Linked DNA regions of Zea mays: region 2 is linked to region 1. Evidence: chromatin contacts called from public Hi-C data. All regions are on one chromosome and are shown on one strand. Each heading gives the region's core, a stretch centred on a gene start, on an enhancer-like site or on the middle of the called end of the contact. The rest is flanking DNA. Distances are from core to core; before and after follow the strand shown. Region 1 holds the start of LOC542146 (DEAD box RNA helicase 1). Region 2 holds the start of LOC100280698 (lipoprotein).

Region 1 (6,996 bases), core at 1,485-3,984:
TCAGTGATGCAACAACAAGAAAGTTCTCAGTAAGTCGTACCTCTATAAGTTTGTTCTTAGTGACCATGCTGACACAGGTTGACAGATATATTGAAATAACATGACTGAGAAATTGAAGAACACCACTCCGTTATACACAAACGCAGAACCCAATTCCTTGTACATAGATGCACGAAAGAGGTGGCAACACGAAGCTCGATGCGAGAGGCCTATTGGCTGCTGCTAGCTCCACCTCCATGCCTCCACGGCCACCGTGCTGTGTCAGAGTTGCATACAGAGAGACCTGATGCTATGTGGACAGATGAGTGCTTGCACTGCATCGCGGGCCTCTCCCACACCTTTCTGTAATAGAAACCTTCCTTGTACCTCCTTTCTTCCCCTACTTTGCAGTTTGTTAAACCTCACCACTCCTTGAGTACCAAACACAAGAGCAGACCTATAGTCAGGTCGAAAATCATGGCCCCATTTAGAAACACAATGGACCTCATCAATGGCAAAAGTGCAATCCCTAGCTTTTCTGCAAGTTTCTTCAAGAATCCATTAATCTGCAAGAAGAGACATCACCACCAAGATAGGGACGACAACATGTTAGTAAACTTTAGAATACCACAAGAAGAATGATAACCTTAATATTGTCTCGTGGCAAACATAAACAATCTAATACATGCCAGCCATCGCTTTAGCTTCAATGCGGCTATCAGGTTGCCCTGATCCAAGGAAGCGTGCAGATATCCCGTGTTTTGCATGTTTCAAGCACTGATCATGAATTAGACTTATCAAGGGTGATATGACCACCACAACCTTTGTTGTTAATAGAGTTGTGATCTGAAAACAGAGGGACTTTCCTGCCAGCAGAGTTATCCATGTGAGAAAAGGAGGGCGAAACTACCATCCACATGGAAAAAATAATAAATTACAGAAATAAAGAGGAGCATTACAGAAAACGCATCTGATTTTGTGGCTGCTAGGAGAATACAATCCCCGTGAGCAAACCAAGCATCCAAGACTTCCTTTTGGAATGCTTTGAGGTTGGAAAATCCAAAATGCTTTTGCAAACAGAACTAATTATGTCCATTTGGCTTAACACAGATAATCTTCTATTGTAAGAATATAAAGCATATAATATAATTGTTAATAAATACAAAAGAGGCATAAGATGATGTGAGAACAAGCACATGTTGGTCATTGAGTGCAAAATTAAATAAATCTCACTTCATTATATGTGAATAAAGCCTAGTTAACTACCGTAACACAGTCAAAGCATAAGTTACTTAAAGCAAATTCTTACCATAAATACAACATTATTAATTGATCCCAAATTAATCTGAGAAAAATATACGAGCAAACATAGTCTGCTCAACAATTTCAGTTGTCCAGAGATGTTTTCTCAAACCCGTCCTTATATATAGAAAAAAGCTAAGCTTGGCTTCATCACGCCGAAGCAGCTACAAAATAAAAGGAGTGGCATGGTTATCAATCCATTGTTATATGTATATCCTTATTACCAGGCATAACCAACAAAGAAATTCCTATTTTCTAGTTTTCTGTGATGAGGTGGTGGTAGGATAAGGGTGAGCAACAAACCGTGGGACCCGCCGAGCTGCTGCAGCGCCTGCAGGAACTGGTGGTGGAGCTCCGGGGCCCAGCACCGCCGCGCCTTTCGGCTGGGTGCCTGCGACGACAGCTGAGCCTCTTGTCCTTGCCGCCTTTGGTGTTGCTGGCCTTATTGTTCTCGGCTGTGTCGGTGTCGGTGTCGGTGGCGCCGGCCCTGTCGCAGCTGTCCCCGACCACGCCCGAGCTCGCCGCGACCGGCAGCTCCAGCTCCAGCTCGGCGCGCTGCTTCTCCTCCTTGTCCTTTTTCTTCTTCTCCTTCTCGAACGGCTGGAACGCGCCCCCGGGCTTCCTGCAGGCGTTGAGCGCCACCGGCCTGCACGACAGCAGCAACTCATCCTGGTGCTGCGGCGGGGAGGCGGAGGGCTGTTGCTGGTTACTCCAGAGCTGCACGGACTGCAGCCAGTCCGGCATCGCCTTCTTCGTCTCCGGATGTGGCAACCGCCTGCTGCTGCTGGCTGCTGCCGTCTCCAGATCTCCCACCGCCTCGTCGTCCTTGTCGGCATCGACGCCGAGGCCGGGGAGGCCGAGGGGGTTGCGGATGCGGATCTGGAGCCGCTCGGTCATGACTCCCGAGCATCACGCCGAGGCCGGGGAGGCCGGGGAGGCCGAGGGGGTTGTGGCGCCGATGACGGGGGCAGGGGGAGGCGCTGAGAACGGGGAGGACGCGAGGATGGGCGGCAGTGGCGTTCGCTGTAGGGGCGAGCGGGGCGGGGATGTTGAACTTGACGGGCGGCATGTGGGGGCACGCGGCGCCGCCGCGTCAGTCTCCTCCTGGAGGGGGCGCGTGGTAGCAATCGCGGCAACTATGGAGGGCGCGGGATCCGCAGCAGGGGCGAGATTCGGGGCGGGGGCGGCGGGGGACGGTGCCTGTGCGGTCGTGGGGGAGGGGCACAGCGGGGGCTGGCGGGCTGCTTCCTTGCGCGGGGGCTGGCGGGCTGCTTCCTTGCGCGCGCGTGGGAGGGTGCGGGGGCAGGCGAGGGCAACCTAGATGTGGACGCTGATGGTACTATCTTAATAGAGTAGTATAGATTCCCGCAGAAAATAGGGATGATGTCCCGTGGTGAATTACGGTGAAATAAAATCCGACACGGTATTCTCCGTTGCATCCCTATGCACGTGGGTCACGCGAACCGACCCTGTCCGTTCCCGCACGCCACTAGCAAAAGCCACACCCAACAAAAGGTAAACCACCGCGTCTCCGCCCGCCGCCGCCCGCAGATCCATCCCCTCCCGGCCTCCCTAGCCTTTCCCCTCGAGCACGTCAGCGCCCTCGCCCTGCTCTGTCGGCCGGCCAAGCTCCTCACCGGCGCCATGAACCCGTATGATCTCCGCTTCGCTGACCCCTCATCCTACCACGACAGGCGCAGGTACGGCAACCCTAATTCTAGCTCTCCCGATCTGATTTGAATTCGAAGGTGACCCGATCGATTTGAGTTCCGCATGTAGCGACTTGACCGTGGCTCCTACGTTCGCTCCGCCGGCTCCCGTGGCTGCGGCGAACCTGAACCCTTACGCCGCCGCCTACCCGCTGCCTGTGCCCGTTCCCGTGCCCGCGGCCCCCGCGGGCGGCGACTACCAGCGCTACGGGCAGGGAGGCAGAGGCCGTGGTGGCGGTGGCAGAGGCGGTGGAGGAGGGTACGGAGGTGGCGGCAGAGGAGGAGGTCGCGGGAGGGACGGGCTTGACTCGCTCGCCCTCCCTAAGCCGGACTTTCGGAGCCTGATACCGTTCGAGAAAAACTTCTACGTGGAGTGTCCCTCCGTCCAGGCAATGTCGGAGGCGGATGTGGCGCAGTACCGCCGCCTCCGGGATATCACCATCGAGGGCCGGGATGTGCCCAAGCCGGTTAGATACTTCCAGGAAGCCAACTTCCCAGGTTTACTCTAGTTCCAGTGTTTCCTGTGCGTGTGTCCGTTGAAAATAACGCAATACCTGTGATTTCTTACACTACTGTTTCATGACTCTTTTGACAGATTACTGCATGCAAGCTATTGCCAAATCTGGATTTGTGGAGCCAACACCTATTCAATCTCAAGGTTGGCCTATGGCTTTGAAGGGTAGGGACCTGATTGGTATCGCTCAAACAGGCTCAGGGAAAACATTATCTTATCTGTTACCTGGGTTGGTTCATGTTGGTGCCCAGCCTCGGCTAGGTTGGTTTCCTATAAACTTGCTGTGAGCTTTCTGTATGTTTTCTGACTGTGTCCATTTCCCTTTTAATATTATTCGTTATTCTAATTCCTGTAGAACAAGGCGATGGCCCAATTGTATTAATTCTCGCTCCCACGAGAGAACTGGCTGTTCAAATACAGGAAGAATCTACAAAATTTGGATCATATTCAAGAACTAGAAGCACATGTGTCTATGGTGGTGCACCTAAGGGTCCACAAATACGGGACCTTAGAAGAGGTACCTGCACACATCTGTCCACTTTAATTCTTTTTAGATGAATGCCTTTTAAACTCAATGCAATCTGTCATTTGCACTTTTAGGAGTTGAAATTGTCATTGCAACTCCTGGCCGGTTGATTGATATGCTGGAAGCTGGTCACACAAACCTACGTAGAGTGACATACCTTGTGTTGGATGAGGCGGACCGGATGCTAGATATGGGGTTTGAGCCCCAAATTCGGAAAATAGTAGCACAGGTACAGTTTCGTTTAGAAATGCAGAATTCTTACTAATATCTATTGTCTTGCCTAGCTCTAATGCTTGTCCAACACTTCTGCTATCCTTAGATCCGCCCAGACAGGCAAACCTTGTACTGGAGTGCCACATGGCCTAGAGAAGTTGAAGCCTTAGCAAGACAGTTTCTACAAAATCCTTACAAGGTGCACGATCTCTTCTGTTATTGTTATTTTCTGGTTCTTTTATTGCCATGTTGTATTGAATTGATTTTGACAGCCCTTCTCTTAACTTTTAGCTTATATTGTAATGCAGGTAATCATAGGCTCACCTGAACTTAAAGCTAATCATTCCATACAACAAATTGTTGAAGTTATTTCAGATCATGAGAAGTATCCAAGGTATGTATGGTTGACGGTCTTTTGACTAAAAACTTTTATGCTCACTTACTATGCTACTTTCGATTACAAATGGACACGGTGTGAGTTGATTTTCACCTCTTTCCCACAGACTCAGTAAGCTCTTGTCTGATCTAATGGATGGGAGCCGTATCTTGATATTCTTCCAAACAAAAAAGGATTGCGATAAGATCACCCGGCAGCTTAGAATGGATGGGTGGCCAGCATTATCTATACATGGTGATAAAGCTCAAGCTGAACGGGACTATGTTCTTGCAGAGTTTAAGAGCGGCAAGAGCCCCATAATGGCTGCCACAGATGTGGCAGCACGTGGTCTTGGTATGATGATTTATTTGAATATTAGGATTAGGTAGTAGTTCCAAGTGCTCAAGGGTGATAAGTCGGAGGGTTGTTGAGCTGCGATTGGTTGAGTGAACTGAACTTGTGGATTGGTGGTGTATACCAAGGTGCCATCATGTCAAAGGTAGATAATTTCCCCCCGTGGTTTACCTCATTTGAGCGTGAGCATTGGCAGTGTTACACAGGCAGTTCAACTTTGAGCTATCATGGTAATGTTCCCTTTCCGAATAAGCCTTTTAGGGAGCCTACATTTGGATAAAATGGAAATCCTCAAAAAGTAGCATGCAACCGAATATGCATTTCACACTATAGTTGATTTCTTAGCTTGATTTGAATTCCTTGATCCCTGCATATCTGACCATTTTGGAACATTTAGGTATTGTGTTGCTGCCCTCTTCATTCATTCTTTGTCCTTGTAATTGAATTCTTTTCAATCCAATAGTCTGCTTTTCTTGCAAGTATTTTTGGCTTACCTTTCTACATTTTCTTTGTAAATCCATGTTTAATTTGTTTAGAATTAATTGGAGCAATAATTCTTTTCAGAGATGTATTGCAAAATTTTAGGCATAAAACATTTGTATACAAATGACAATATCAATTTCAAATATATTTGTTTGCACAAATGCACATTCTTCATGAGTAGCATGTCCATGGATCTCCTTTGCTTTCCCCTAGTTTTACATGAACCTTTAGAAAGTCGTTCTGCTTTCTCAATCAAGCTCCTCATCATCGGTATCACTGCCAAGTGTGAACTGGTCAAAAAGGATGGTTGTAATCAGCATTCTTTTCAGTTGATTCACGATAGTGACCTCTGATGCAGCACCTTACACATTACAGCCTACGTTGGACTGGCATGTCCTACAGAATTTTGTTTGGGTTATGGATATTGATGCTGTTACATTATTGGATAAGTGGTTACCCAGGCATGCCAGTTGCAGTCTTCCAACATTTTTTGATAAGGCTGAGAGGTTAATCACCATCAATTCCACATCCAGCAGTGATTGATGCCTGGTTCAGTTTTTCAGCTCCTTCGACTTGTGTTTTAGAATTCAAAAGTGCAGCACTGTGGACTTTTTGGTGCTTGTCTAGACCATGTACCTTCTATGGGGATCGACAATGTTGATGTTCCAGCGTGGTCCAGCATGGTATTCAGGACAACACATCAATTTTGATTAAGTACTGATAATATTTGTTGATTTTGCAGATGTGAAGGACATAAAGTGTGTGATAAATTATGATTTTCCAACAACTCTTGAAGATTATATTCACAGGATAGGTCGAACTGGCCGTGCTGGTGCTAGCGGAACTGCATTTACTTTTTTCACACACGCAAATGCAAAGTTCTCAAGGAATCTAGTGAAGATTCTGCGAGAAGCTGGCCAAGTTGTGAATCCTGCCTTAGAATCCATGTCCAGGTCTTCGAACTCAACGGGAGGAGGTAGTTATATGAACTTCACTGTTCATTTATTCATTGAGAACAGTATTGCATGTTCTGGTATCACATCTGGCTTCACCTGTATTAACTTGTGGGTTTTTTGTTCAGGCAATTTTCGGTCGAGAGGCAGAGGTGGGTTTGGTAACCGGGGCCATATGTCTGGATCAAATACCTTTCCTTTAGGAGGAAGAAGGCCATATTGATGTGTGCAAAAGAACTGTGGGAGTATGGGACTATTTGTATACTACTCGGCATTAAGTGCATTCTTTGGGAAATTTCTGAGAAATTTCCCCTACTACCAGGATTGATAACACCATCGATTTTCGCTACAGTACCTGGAGCTTCTTATATGAAAGAACAACACATCAACTATCTAGCAACAGCATATGCATTCCATTCAGATATTTCTTTTGGAAGGACCCTGTCTTGTTTTAGTGGAGTCCCTGTGATCGTTTAAAGTCGTCTGTATACTTGTACTGAACTTCTTGTGGTGTTACTGTTAGGATTTATGGTTGCTCTCTATTGGTGTGCGGTGTTACTGAACAAATTTAGTTAAGAAGTTAGGCA
Region 2 (7,064 bases), core at 4,482-6,981, 220 kb before region 1:
TGCTCTGCATAGAGGAAAAAAATCTTTACGGCTGCCTTTTGCAGCTTCACTTCCCTTCCAGCATTATCTCCTATATCGAGGACAGAAACTCTGGCATCACAACCCAAACATTATTGAATCATGCATGGACGTCTGCAGCTACTCATAAGAAGAACAATTCAGCTTCTAACTCTGATGAAATTCCTAAGGTATCTTGCCTGGCTTAGTGACTTGTATTTTCAGTGGTTACTATGCACAGGCACTAGTTTTGCGAGTTATGTCCTGCTTTTGTTATTTTTTTGTGGTCAATGTCTTCTGGACCTGTAGTTTTACTTGTGTATTTCTTATGCACGGCGTGTGAATATGAAGTTCAAGAATTCACATGAAAGCTTTAATCCTAGGAATTCTGCCTACATTATCCTTGATTTGTTAGTGTGGTTCAATTTATACCCTTTATGAAGTATATGAAATAATGAACTGAAGGGGTGGTTTCTTCTCATAGATGAAAACTATATTTTCATTTCTGTTTATCACAATAATTTCAGATTTATGTTCCAACAAACCCTAAAGGTGCTGAAAGGCTTCCACCGGGCATTGTAGTGTCTGAAACAGACCTTTATCTCCGGAGATTGTGGGGTGAACCTAGTGAGGTTGGTTTCTATTGTTGATGCCTTTTTCAGCACTTGTATCAAATGATGCCCTCAAACAGTGTTTTTTTTATTTTGTTGCTCGATATCTGAAATATAGTAATACCACCAGGATCTTACTACCAAACCAAGATACCTTGTTACATTTACAGTGGGATACTCTCAAAAGGCAAACATTGATGCAGCGGTGAAAAAGGTAAGACATCCTAAATGCTTAAAATATGCGAGGAATGATATATTGTAGTTTTTCAGATTCACATATGTCTTCTCTACAGTTTTCAGATAACTTCACAATTATGTTGTTCCATTATGATGGTCGGACAACTGAGTGGGATGAATTTGAGTGGTCAAAAAGGGCCGTCCATGTGAGTGTCACAAAGCAAACCAAATGGTGAGTTGTTCTTTTGTGTGTTTGCAATGATCAGGCCCCCATTAGAATGCAGGATGCCGCCCGCCCTCCATTCTTGTGTTTTTATGGAAATGAACCGGTTCCTGTCATCCTGTGAATTTCCTAAACAATTCCTATGAATTTTCTGCGTTCCAAAGGGGCCCCTCAGTCTCTATGCATTTGTCCATCAAAGGTTGCAAACTTATTTCTCGTTTACCCAAGGTGGTATGCCAAACGATTTCTACATCCTGACATTGTTGCCCGCTACGACTACATATTTATCTGGGATGAAGATCTTGGTGTCGAACATTTTAATGCAGAGGCGTAAGCAGCAGCATATCCTTATTTGTTTTTTTAATGGTGTTCCCTCAAGAAAGATAATCTCAATTCTCAAAGTATCTTCTTCAGGTACATTAAGCTTGTTAGGAAGCATGGGCTTGAGATCTCTCAGCCTGGTTTGGAGCCCGATAAAGGTTTGACATGGCAAATGACTAAACGAAGAGGTGATCAGGAAGTCCACAAGTGAGCTCCTGAATTAATATTGCTTTACCATTGTTTAGTAGCCACACACAGCTATATTGGTTTCTGGAATGGTATTTTGCTTTTTCACAGAGTAACTGAGGAGAGACCTGGCTGGTGTAGCGACCCTCACCTGCCACCATGTGCAGCGTAGGAGTGCAATCATTTATTAGATTATTTTCTTATCGAAATTTCTGTTTTTCACATGTAATCTGATATGCAGGTTTGTTGAAATTATGGCAACTGTATTCTCAAGGGATGCATGGCGCTGTGTATGGCATATGATTCAGGTGGGGAGTGGTATCTCCTACTGTTCTCTTAACTTCATTTGAAGCCTGTATTCTTACATATTGTTTTCTGCAGAACGACTTGGTCCATGGATGGGGCCTTGATTTTGCTCTTAGGAAATGTGTGGAGGTATATTCATCATCCATATTAGTATATTACTCTGATGAATTGCATTGTACGTGAATACTATCTTGCATAGTTGCAGCATACCTTGGGTTGCTTATCGTATAGAATCAGTATTTTTTAAACTTTAGTTCCTTTGGGGATCATGGGGTGGCCAGGTGTGATGTATCGTTAGGTATGGTTAGGTTGGTAGTAGAGATGAGAGGATGTGCGGTATGGTAGTATATAAACAGAAGCTGGCAATTTCAGATGCGATGGGACTCATGGAGAGAGAATTTCGTTTCCACATTCCAAACTAATGCACATATACAATTGTACCAAGGAGGCCAATGCCATCCACAACCTGAGCTTCCCCCTCTTTACATGCTATCCACCACAACCAGTCATGTTTACTGATCCAGGATTCTCTTATCTGATCTTATGTTAAACAGCCAGCCCATGAGAAAATTGGAGTGGTTGACTCCCAGTGGATTGTTCATCAAGTCATCCCTTCGCTTGGTAACCAGGTATGCCAGACTATTGGTACCATCTCACTTTTGTGCACGGTACACACATAGATACAGTGAATTCTGATCCTGTAGCATCCATTCCTGTCAGGGCAAGGCAGAGAATGGAAAAGCACCATGGGAAGGGGTAAGCTAACTAATAACAGTTACTAATTTTACATATTTCGCCGTGGGAATGCATGAAAGGGTTTTATGTTGCTGTTCTGTCTGTTACAGGTTAGAGCACGCTGTCGTAAAGAATGGGGGATGTTCCAAACAAGGTTGACTGATGCTGAGAAAGCATATTACTTGGAGCACGGGATCACACCACCAAAATCGACGGTAGCTTAGCTGCACGCACCGACAGTAGCTTAGCTGCACTGCATGCCTGCATACAGGCACCTCGCGAGTCACGCCAAGGTTTCTGTTTTGTGAACCTAGCGCCTTCCTGTCCGATAAGCAACTGACTCTGTAGAGATGCAGCACCACAGCCAGATTTGTACAGAATCGATGTACGTTTTTACTCTTCTTAATCTTCTTTACTTGTTTTCAACCGTAGCGACGAGAGTAGCTCTTGTGTAAGTAACCGATTTAGCATGAATCCGGTGGCTCTTTTTTTTTTGATATATTGCCCAAATGCAATATCGATATGGTCATTTCGTTTCATTGTTTTAATAACAAGCAAATGGTTGCTTTGGGACAGCCCTTGTGCCTTCAGTGCCTCATTTTCATGCTCTAGCCAGTTATCAGAATGACAGCCCTGAAACATCTTGCTGCATAGCCAGATGCAAACAGTTATCCACATATGGTGTGGTGTGATTAGTTGCTTGCATTACCCATCACCTGTATAACCCAAGTCAGGATGAAGTACTCGTTGGAACAAAGTGAAGTGATTCTAGAGGTTCAAACCCCATAGGATTATTTTCTATGAACGCTTTTGGAACAAATGATTGGTTTGTATAAATCCTATGAAATTCAAACGGAATGGATTGAACTTGGGAGGGATTTTATCAAGAGGCTGGATCTCAAGAAAAGTTCCCTTTGTGTTACTCTCTCGTCGAATCGTAAGTTCCACTTATGTCACTCTCCCATCGAATCCATACGTTTTTCATGTCGCCCATCCACATGCCGTTACAACATTTCTTAGTCTTCAAGATGTTATCATATCTTATTTCTACATTTTTTTATTCTTATGCTTCTAGAATCCTACGTTTCAAAGATGTCTTTACGCAGCGTTTTGGTGTCATGTACAGTAAATTATGTTTGATTGTTTAGATCTTTGTGTTGTAGCAGGTGTCTTACGTTTCCAGTAGGGGTAATGTTATTTTGGAGCTGTTTGGTTTGCTGTCTAAAACGTCACATCGTATCTAACTTTTCTACCTAAGTTTAGTTCTTCAATTCGAGCGACTAAGGTTAGGTAGATTATGATAAAACTAAACAACCTTATATCTATGGGTTTATGCAAATCTACATTGACTAATATATCATTAAACCTAACGTACCGGCAAACGTTGCATTATGCCTTGCTTTGAGCACTCACTGCACTCTGCAGTACTGAGTACTGACCCCAGACAACCAACATGCGTAAAACAGTTTTCAAAGTTTCGTCTTCATACATTATTATATCAAGGTGGCATTAAGTACATCTTATTGTCAGATTTTTCGATCTGCACCAGCAAACACAAGGCCCACCAAGTAGCGGTGCCGCCTGCCTATACGACACGAGTCACACGACGCGGCATAGGAATATACGTAGGTGCACGTGCTGCAATGCAACTGGATCAGAGCGTATATATGCCTACGCGCCGTAGCGTAGGACGTGGCGGTTCTTGGTCGGGGAGCCGGTGTACTGGACGGTGCTCTGGTAGGTCTCGTAGCGGCGTCCGCCGCCGAGATCCTCGCGGCTCTCGTACGACTGGTAGCGGCGCAAGCCGCCGAGGTTGCCAGCCCCGTGCTTGTACGCCCCGCCCCCGTAGCCGTAGCTGTGCTGCACGCCGCCCTGCGGCGTCCGGCCGCCGTGCGGCAGGAACGCCTCCTCGCAGTCGCTCTCGTCGCTCTCGCTCTCGCTTTCGCTCTCGCTCTCGCTCTCGTATATGCCCTGCCTGTAGCCTTGCTTCTGAGCGACGGCGGCGCCACCACCATAGTGAGCGCCGTATCCTCCCGCGCCAGTTCCAGCGTACGCCTCCTCGTACTGGTAGCCGCTCTTCTTCGCTTTTCCACCGGCGGTGGCGCCGCCGCCGTACCCGTACGCATCTTTATGGTAGCCGCCGTACTGCTGCACGGCGCCACCGCCGCCGCCGCCGTAGTGAGAGTCGTACCCTCCTGCACCACTTCCGCCGTAGTACTGGTGGCCGCCCTTCTTCACTTTGCCATCGGTAGTGGCGCCGCCGTACCCGTACTGCTGCACGGCGCCACCACCGCCGCCGTAGTGCGCACCGTACCCTCCTGCGTCAGTTCCGCCGTACGCCTCTTGGTACTGGTAGCCGTTCTTCTTTACTTTGCCACCGGCGGCGGCGCCGTGCCGGTACACATCTTTGTGTCCGTCGTGCTGCTGCACGGCGCCACCACCGTAGGGAGCACCGTACCCCGCCCCCGCCCCTGCCGCGTTCTTGTGCTTGTAGGCCTGCTGCTGGTCGTAGGCGTACGTCTGCGCGACGGCACCGGCACCACCGTGGTGAGCGCCGCCGTAGCTCTCTCCGCACGCCTCCTGCGCGTAGCTGTAGCCTGCTTGCTTCTTCACGCCGCCGGCGCCGTAGCCGTACCCTGCACCTTCGGTCTCCCCGTATGCCTCGTGCTGCTTGTAGTTGTAGCCCGGCTTCTTCACGGCGGCCACACCCCCGTAGCGGGCACCGTACTCCGTGTCGACGACGCGCTTCTCCTCCTCCTCCTCCTTGTATAACTCGTCGTGCCAGCTTCTGACGGCGGCAGCAGCACCGCGCACCTCCTCCTTGTCCTCCTTGAAGGAGGAGTGCTTCTGCTGCACGGCCACGGCGCCCTTGTACGCTTCGTCGTGCTCCTGGAACGCCTCCACCTTGCAGGCCTGCTTCTGCACGCCGCCGCCGTAGCAGGGCTTGTCGTCGACGGCCATTCGGTTCATCTCCGTGACGACGGTGGTCACGGACTCGGTGTTTTGGCGGTGGTAGTTCATATGGGGATTGCTGCTGCCGTAACCACCATAGCCGTAGCCGTAGCCATTGCCACGCCTCACAAGCGAGTGCATACTAGGAAGAAGAACTGAAGAAGCACGGTAGTGCAACTCTCTGCTTACTCTGGCTGCGCCGCGCCTTGGCTTTGTGTTGGTATGGATGATTGGTCATTTGGTCTGCTTTATATATAGCGCCGTAGGCCGTGGCGAGAACGCGAGGGGAGAGCAGGCTGAGGGCATCTGTGCTCTTGCTCGATAGGATAGGATAATATGGTACGGTGATGGTGGTGGAGCAGGGGCGGCAAGCAAATGGATGGATATGTGCTCCATCCGTTACTTGACTCGCTTTCTATCTAATCTATCTGGGCATCTTGGAATAATGGTTGGATCGAACATTTCGATTTCCCTTGAGCCTAAGAAATCAATGTCGAGTGCTTAATTATGGTCCAAATAATTAGAAATCAGGTGGCGCTCTATTATTGCTCCATAGTACGTATACAGCTAATGGTCATTGAGGCACTGCAGATGCTCTTGACCAAGGCATCTATCTATCTGAATACACACACACACACACACGTTAATAATACAGTCGGAGGGAGCGATCGACAACGCATCGCACAAACATAGCGACCATAAGATCATAGTATATATTTCTTATTCTTCTATATATAAAGCTAACGAAGAACATATTCGCGCGTGCCAAACTTGATGGCCTGCTTGCGTAGCAGTAGCAGTAGCAGGGATGCTTATCATCTCCCCTCCCGCCTCGTAGTAGTAGCGTCAAATGATTCCATCCATATCATGGATGGACCATTGAACGTCTCACGTCACGTGCGACGGTACTCTCAACTCCGATGCTGCTGCCGCCGCCGCCGTAGTACGTGGGTGTAGGCCAGAGCCATGCATACACTTGCTTTGATGCCTGCCGTCTACATTATGTTTATGCTCGGTTTCTCTAATATTTTTTTTTGAATTTAGAATTTACCATGAAGTGGACTCCAGCTGAGATCCATCATGGCCCGTGTTTGGTTCGACTTTTCAGCCGATTCTGGCCGCCATAAGCGGGTTTTGGTGTCCAAACGTCTAGATTCTGAGGTGATTCTAGCCACCGCCGATTTTCTGAGAAGCAGGTTTTCAACGACTGCGGAGAAGCAGCTCAGCACCACGTCCGTGTGAAGTCTCGTGAATCCTGGTCTCATCTGCTTCGTACGTACGTCTGACTCTCTCTTTATCTCAACCCACATCGATTATATTACTGGTAAATACGCACTAACTGTACTAGGACGATCAGTAATCATCAACACTTTAGCCGTGATGTTAATTACGAGCATTATATTAGATAGATATACGGGCCATTTACATCCATGCCGAAAAAAAGCTAATGCTTAGTGTCATGGTTTGTTATCTGAACCGGTCAATAGTTATATTGTAATAGACAAATCATGTATAATTTTAATCAGGTTTTAATTATTGTGTCTTTGCCTATTTTC

The links. A called contact is a pair of places that touch in the nucleus more often than the background predicts.
Region 2: a Hi-C map of tassel shows a contact between it and region 1, with 2.8 times the contacts expected there. The contact joins the promoter of LOC100280698 here to the promoter of LOC542146 in region 1. A contact is called at or near these places in 5 of 25 Hi-C or Micro-C datasets (bundle sheath, ear, endosperm and 2 more).

Annotation. Positions count from the first base shown.
Region 1 is chr3:168,481,351-168,488,346 of Zm-B73-REFERENCE-NAM-5.0, reverse strand. It overlaps LOC542146 (DEAD box RNA helicase 1), which reads left to right and starts at 2,734. Exons shown (of 10, transcript NM_001111771.2): 1 at 2,734-2,981; 2 at 3,061-3,488; 3 at 3,586-3,765; 4 at 3,860-4,021; 5 at 4,105-4,259; 6 at 4,350-4,442; 7 at 4,552-4,637; 8 at 4,747-4,973; 9 at 6,199-6,432; 10 at 6,538-6,689. The coding sequence starts at 2,926. The coding sequence ends at 6,632.
Region 2 is chr3:168,705,838-168,712,901 of Zm-B73-REFERENCE-NAM-5.0, reverse strand. LOC100280698 (lipoprotein) reads right to left here and starts at 5,731. Exons shown (of 1, transcript NM_001153617.2): 1 at 4,024-5,731. The coding sequence starts at 5,649. The coding sequence ends at 4,228. It overlaps LOC100284062, which reads left to right. Exons shown (of 15, transcript NM_001156960.1): 4 at 45-188; 5 at 525-629; 6 at 739-822; 7 at 902-1,017; 8 at 1,237-1,338; 9 at 1,423-1,536; 10 at 1,627-1,683; 11 at 1,757-1,823; 12 at 1,897-1,950; 13 at 2,376-2,450; 14 at 2,542-2,577; 15 at 2,667-3,013. The coding sequence ends at 2,780.